2 separate regions of the Canis lupus genome follow, and region 1 is linked to region 2. Evidence: chromatin contacts called from public Hi-C data. All regions are on one chromosome and are shown on one strand. Each heading gives the region's core, a stretch centred on a gene start, on an enhancer-like site or on the middle of the called end of the contact. The rest is flanking DNA. Distances are from core to core; before and after follow the strand shown. Region 1 has its middle 140 kb from the start of ZEB2. Region 2 holds the start of ZEB2 (zinc finger E-box-binding homeobox 2).

The links. A called contact is a pair of places that touch in the nucleus more often than the background predicts.
Region 1: a contact with region 2 is called in a Hi-C map of blood, with 4 times the contacts expected there. The contact joins the enhancer-like site here to the promoter of ZEB2 in region 2. A contact is called at or near these places in 2 of 9 Hi-C or Micro-C datasets (both in blood).

The regions. Positions count from the first base shown.
Region 1 is chr19:48,337,061-48,340,331 of UU_Cfam_GSD_1.0, reverse strand. No RefSeq gene overlaps it. Among named protein-coding and RNA genes, the nearest start is that of ZEB2, 140 kb to the right of the region's middle. Within about 2 kb of position 1,336, at least 4 of the 20 cell types and tissues checked have an H3K27ac peak or open chromatin away from gene starts, as enhancers often do. A contact at or near this core is called in blood, where this site is marked.
Region 2 is chr19:48,198,470-48,201,829 of UU_Cfam_GSD_1.0, reverse strand. It overlaps ZEB2 (zinc finger E-box-binding homeobox 2), which reads left to right and starts at 1,428. Exons shown (of 10, transcript XM_038565130.1): 1 at 1,428-1,949; 2 at 2,921-3,062. The coding sequence starts at 1,935. LOC119864491 (a long non-coding RNA gene) reads right to left here and starts at 2,389. Exons shown (of 4, transcript XR_005374283.1): 1 at 2,294-2,389; 2 at 1,429-1,676.

The sequences.
Region 1 (3,271 bases), core at 87-2,586, 140 kb before region 2:
CGCCTAAAAAGTGCACACCCTTCAGAACTATTTAGATTACACCCTGTCACACCTCTTCCTCATTTTTCAACTTCACTTTTTACCATCCTGCATTTTGACATCATGGACATTTACAATTATCAGCAAGGATATAGTCCTTCTCCATAGTTACTGTAAGTTTACTTAGTGTTTACATAGAAAAGTCCAGTCAGTGGCATGCAAACCCCAACCCTTAGGGACCTTGGGGTCCGGTTCCCTCCATTCCCAGAGGTGCTAAGTTAGTCCGCCACAGGTGAGAGGACTTGCCTGGAGTACATACTGAATAGAAGTTGCAGACCTGGAGGCTTTACAACAACCAACACGGTGTTCCTCTCCAATTCTCTATCCCCAAGAACGGAGGATCATTCACGACTATGAGTTTAGGATTCACTTTAGTCACTGTGTCCCCAAAATGTTCAAACCTAAACCATATAGTTGACTCCTTTGAAGCCCCCCATCTCTCCCCCAACTAACATGATAGCACTGATCATGAGTAAAGGCGGCAGGTCCTGGCTCAGGCAGACGGACTCAGGGGGGAGGTGCTGCAGAGCCACAGACCCTGAGCAGGGCCCCCTAGGCCAGGTGTCTTCTCCCCCAGAAGATGCCATGTGTGCTTGCAGCCTACAATGTTGAATGCTTCTTTTCTTTTGACCTTCTCTTAGTCCTTGCATCGGTTTCTTTATTCATAGTTTCAAAAAGCCTTGTGTATATATATCAAAAATCACTAGTGCACATTCTAAACCCTCTCTTCCTCTCACTTGACACTAAGCAGATACAAAACTGAACAAAATTAGCATCTTGATTAGCGCTCTGGCATCGGTCACTCCTGAGCTAAAGCAATTGGATGAGTGACCCCTGAAAATAATGTTAAAATTTCTTCTCTGTTAATTTCCTATAAACGCATAAAATTTGCCATCCCATTCTGTAAGTTTTATACTTTTCCAAGAGAGCCATGCCCAAGAATAACAACTGAATCGCCTGAGGTCTCAGAGGTGGTGAGGACATTGCCGAGAGCTAGGCCTCTAGCTGACCCTAAACCCACTCCTTCCACACAGCACAAGAGGGAGAAAGGAACCGTATGAGCGTCTTCCGGAGCTCAGGGGATGAACAAGTTCCCCGGGAAGGGACCGTCAGGACCTTAGGGCCCTCTGTTTGTTTAATTCCTCCTCATGATCCTCTGGAAAAGGCCAAGCAAGTTCTGTGCTTTTTAGAGGGAGCTGTAAAATGGCTGCAGAACAGCCTCGGAGTGAACCTGATATTGGGTGTGTGTAAACGGTTCATGACTCTGCTGTTCAGTGTACATGAGTCACCCAGAACACGGTAAGGCTCCAACATAAACCATGTCCTCAGGCCTCACCCTCAGCCCCTGCCACAGGCTTATTCACACATGATGTGCTAGCCTGGCACTCAAAACCCCCAAATCATCTATGAGTCAGAGCTCATTACGTGGAACACTTCAGCCTCGCTATCCTAATGTTTGCCCAGTTTTTTCTTCCTTTCTTCCTCCTTTTCTTCCTCCTTTTCCTTCCTTCTTTCTCTTTCTTTCTTTCTTCTTTCTTTCTTTCTTTTCCTTCTTCTTTTTCTTCTTTCTCCTTCTCTCTCTCTCTCTCTTTTGGCTATGAAGGACTTCATTGATCAAATATTTCATTCATTTCACTAGACCTCCAATTTTGAGGGAAATGGATACGTGCATATTTTCACATGTATTTTTAACAGAAAATGAGGAAATAAACAACTACATGGGTTTCTTGTTCATTTTCAGTTCTTCAGAACATCTCATTAACCAGAGTAAACGTATCTCTTGGGCATTCTATTGAATTAAGGATTCACTTTAATCAATAATCATGCAATATTTCTAGATTAAAATTGAGCAGAATAAACCACTGCGTGTGTGCTTAGAGATTTTTCTTTCGTTCTAGCTGCATCATTTAAATAGACTTCCTTTCTCAAGCTTCAAGCTGCTCTCTTTTCTTTTTTTTTTAATTAAACCACAGCTGACATATAATATTTTATTAGTTTCAGGTGTATAACATAGTGATTCAACATTTATATACATCATGACATGATCACCCATGATGAGTCGAGTTACCATCTGTCACCATACAACACTATTATGATATTACTGACTACATCCCCTAAGCTGTACTTTACATCCCCATGGCTTTATTTCATAACTGGAAGCTTGTGCCTCTCAATCTCCTTCACCCGTTACCTCTGGCAACCACCCTCGCCCCTCTGACAACCACCGATTTGTTCTCTGTATCTATGAGTCTGTTTCTGTTTTATTTTGTTTGTTCTGCTTTTTGGATTCCACATATAGATGGCAGGGGAGGAGGCTGCTTTGGTTGGGAGAGGTAGAGTGCCTGCCCCGGTGGGTCAGTGATGGCAAGGCAGACGGAGTAAACGATGGCAGCCACCAGCACCAGGCTGCCTAGGTAGAGGAGAGTAAAAACGGTGGTGCCTGACAGTGTCCTTGTGCCCAAAGAAAGTTCCTACAGACCTCTGCCCCTGTAGTGCCTTCCCTAAAATTAGTCAATGAATCTCTTTCACATATGGCCCATGTGCCTTTCAAACTGCTGCTTCTGGAGTGGGTCTCAGGGTGAGGGAATCTGCGTACAAACACTTTAAGAGTGGAGTCTTGGTTCCCCATAGCCCTGCAGCTCACCTGGACCTCGCCCTCAAGGCTGAGAGTTATGAGGACTCATCTTCCTAGAGGAAGCCCCATGGCTGGGGTACCTGAAGTGGTGTTTGAACCCCCACTCCTCAGGGAGGATCTCCACACTTGTGATACCCCTCCTGCTTGTGGGTCACCATGTAGGGGGGTGGGTAATGCATCCTGACCAGACCACCTCTCCGCCCCTCCTACCTGTCTCAGTGTGGCTGTTTCTTTATTTGTTAGTTGTACAAGATCTGTTCTGCTAGTCTCCAGGTGATTCTCAGAGACAGTTGTTCTATACGTAGTTGTAGTTTTGGTCTGTCCCTGGGAGGTCAGCTTAGGATCTTCCTCCTCTGCCATCTTGATCCCTGGACCCGGTGCTCTAGTGATTGTCTTCGTAATTGAACCAGGGAAAGGAACGTGGAGAGTGAGAAGGACAAGCTGTTACTTATGCAGCAACGGATAGGAAGCAGGACCAAAGGCACCAACAAGAAAACATTCCACATTTAGCTTCACCTACAGGTGATCAAATGCTCTGGAGCCAGACTTCCGATTTGCAAGCCCAGCTCTGCTCTACTCCTTAACATATGTGTGATT
Region 2 (3,360 bases), core at 179-2,678:
CCTCCTTTTAAGTGGGGATGGGAGTCTGGAGTGAGAAGGAGTGTCCGTGGGCAGGAATTTCAGGTGGGTTTAGCTCCTTTATGGCAAGCTTTTCCCAAGAGTGACTTCGTGGATTTCTCTGGCACTCCCGCTCCCTCTCCCTGCTTTCCTCTCCCTTTTCCTCCTCCAAATAATTTGCCCTGTACCTGTCCATTCAGGTAACCAAAGGTGCCTTTTGCTACCCAGCCGAGGAAAAGTTTTATTGAGAACTACATGGTGGAAGGAAAACTCCTCCAGGGGGAGAGAATCTAACCCTGTTTTGTTTTTTTTTGTGGGTTTTTTTTTCTTTTTTTTTTTTTTTTTTTTTTTGCATCTAGCTCCAGTACATTGTATTCAGCAATTAAAACTTGGCAGATAACCTGTTAGTAATGACAAAACTTGATCGATACAAACCCACCAAATTCAGGGGCATGTCTTTCTCTTAGATATGGCACTGCATCCTCTCCCACCGGAGAAGGCTGTTTTCTAAGCAGAAAGTTGCCTGTTTTTGTCTGCTTAGCGAGTTTCATTTCTTTATTTTATTCTTTGTGTGTGTATGTATGTGAAGTAACACCTCATTTCTGTGATGATAAATAAAGAAGTGAAAGTCCTCATGGAACTTGAGTCGTTTACCAAAGTGTGTATGTGGGGTGGGGGGTGGGGGGTCACTACAGCTGGGAAGAAAGCTGCTGTCAGGATATCAGAGTTGTAAATTAAGGGTAACTTTTGGAATTGTGTTTTAAATGGCAAAGTAATAGAGACGTGGATCGAGCAGGAGACACATGCACACACATATCCCATTCCCTACTTTGGCACCGAAAAGTCGAGAGAGAGATAGCAGGAGTTCCCAGGAACAGTGATGAGCCCGGCTAACGTGAATGTGTTTATCTCCCACCTACTTATATATTTTCCATGCTCCCCCTGTAATGATGAAGGCAAGATTACTAACTCCAGAGTTAGAAATAACAGGCAGAAGATAAAGTTTACAGCACAAATGCCCTGTCTCTCTCCCTCTCTCTCTCTCTCTCTCTCTCTCTCTCACACACACACACACACACACACACACACACACACACAGGCTCATAAAACTAGCAGCTTACTTTATTAAACATGTATTTATATGCAATCGTGTGTAAGTCTCAGCATGAATACAGACAGGCCAGCTGTTTCATCCCAGACACTTGTGTGACCGTTTCCTGATTTCAGGATTTTTCCCAACAATTTCAAATCAATAGGAGAGCCAGGAAATGACAAAATGTGTCAGACTTAAAAGTCACCCTCTATGCCTAGGTTAAATTCAAGGTGCTTTCTAAACCATCCACTTCCCCTTCTCTCTGCCTCGCCGCCCCCCCCCCCCCCACTAACCACCACCACACTCCTCTCAGCAAATGTGTGGAAACTGATACTCACTTTCCAGGTTTTCTGCAAAGCTTTGAGCACAGGAGACAATAGGTGCGGGGCGTGGGGACTGAGTGTGCCCGGCAGAGGAAGGGTTAATGGCCCTTGTGTTACAGTTTGCATCTGTTACATCTTTTATAGCCCCTGTTTAAACTAATCCTCGAGGCACAGCATCTTCCCAACCTCCACCGAGTTTCGGGATTCTCCACCTCTGCTGCCTGCCTCCGAGGTTCCCCTTCTCCAAGTTTTGACAGTTTCAGCTGAAGGGGAAAAAAAAAAAAAAAAAATGCAGCGCCTCTCTCGATTTTTAGGTACAAAAGTTTCGAAGCCAGAAAGGATACGATCATTTAAGTAGAGCTTCAAAGTATTGCCGTAGCGGTTGGACTTTCTCTTTCCTTTCTTGAGGGGATAGAAGAAAAAAAAAAAAGAAAGAAAGAAAGAAAGAAAAGAAAAGGAAAGAAAAAAAAAAGAAAGAGAAATTCTACTGGAAGTATTTAAGGGAAGCAGTGTAGGGGAGCATGTGTGTGAATGAGGTGGGGGAAAATACTTAAGTAAATATTGTCAAAGTGGCGGTGGGGGGGGAGGTGTGTAGGGGTGTGTGTGTGTGTGTGTGTGTGTGTGTGTGTGTGTGTAGGGGGGAGGTGGGAAGCGCTGGTGTCCAAAGAGGCTTATAATTATACTTCTTATTTCGGCGTGAAATGGGAAATCTTAATTTGGGGGCGGGGGACCGGGGTGGCGGTGGGTGTGTGTGTGGGGTGTGGGGGGGATGGAGACAGCCTCGATGGACTCCCGGGGAGGGGAGGGGAGCGGAGGGGAGCGGAGGGGAGCGCAGGGAGGGAGGGAGGGGGCGCGGGGCGAGCGGGCTCCCCATAATTACTGTTATCAATTTGCCCGAGTGTGCTTCATCCGGGGGCTGTTGTTTGTTTGTTTGTGTGTCTCCTCCGGGGGGGACGGGGTTGTGTGTGGGGGTGGGGGGGCGCGCGGGATGGGGACGCGAGCGCGAGGCAGGCCGGCGTCGCCCCGGGTCGCGGGGCGGGGGGGCGGGGGGGGTGCGCGGGGCGGGGGGGGGTGCGCGGGGCGGGGGCGGGGGCCGGGCCGGGCCGGGCCGGGCCGGGGTCGGTCGGTGGCGCGGCGGGGCCCCGGGGGGCGCGGCGGCGGGTCCGGGGCCGGGTCCGGGTCCGGGGCTCCGGGGCCCCCCTCGCGGGCGCAGCGCGGCGCCCAGGAACGCACACAAAGCGCCTCGGGGCCCGCGGGGGGCGGGGTGGGGTGGGGGTGGGGGTGGGGGGTGGGGGTGGGGGGGGGCGGGGGGCGGGGAGGGGGCCGCCGAAGTTTCGCTTTGGCGCAGGGGTGGGTGCCGGGCGCCGGGCGCCGGGTGCCGGGTGCCGGGTGCCGGGTGCCGGGGCCGGGGGGGGCGCTGGCCGGGCCGGCCTGTCCCCGGGCGGCGGCGGCGGCGGCGGCGGCGGCGGCGCGGCGATGCCCACACTGTCGCTGTTTGGTTTGCTAGATCGAGCCTGCGTGCTGCCGGAGCAGGGCGCCGAGTCCATGCGAGCTGCCATCTGATCCGCGCTTATCAATGAAGCAGCCGATCATGGCGGATGGCCCCCGGTGCAAGAGGCGCAAACAAGCCAATCCCAGGAGGAAGAACGGTAAGAAGCGGCCCGGACCAAACTTTTCCGGGCTGCTCGGCGGCGCGGGCCGCGGGGAGGGGGGGCCGGGAAGGGCCGGCGAGGCGGCGGCGGCGGGCGGGCGGCGGCGGGCGGGCGGCGGGGACCCCGCGGGCGAGCCTCTCCCGGGGCCGGAGCGGGAGCGGGAGCGGGAGCCGGAGCCGGAGCCGGAGCGCGCGGAGCGGGGACCCGGGGCGCCCGGGGGGGGGGGGGATGGGGCGCCGGCGGGAGCGCCCGGGAGAGGCTCGCCCGCGGGGTCCCCGCCGCCCTCCGCCGCGCT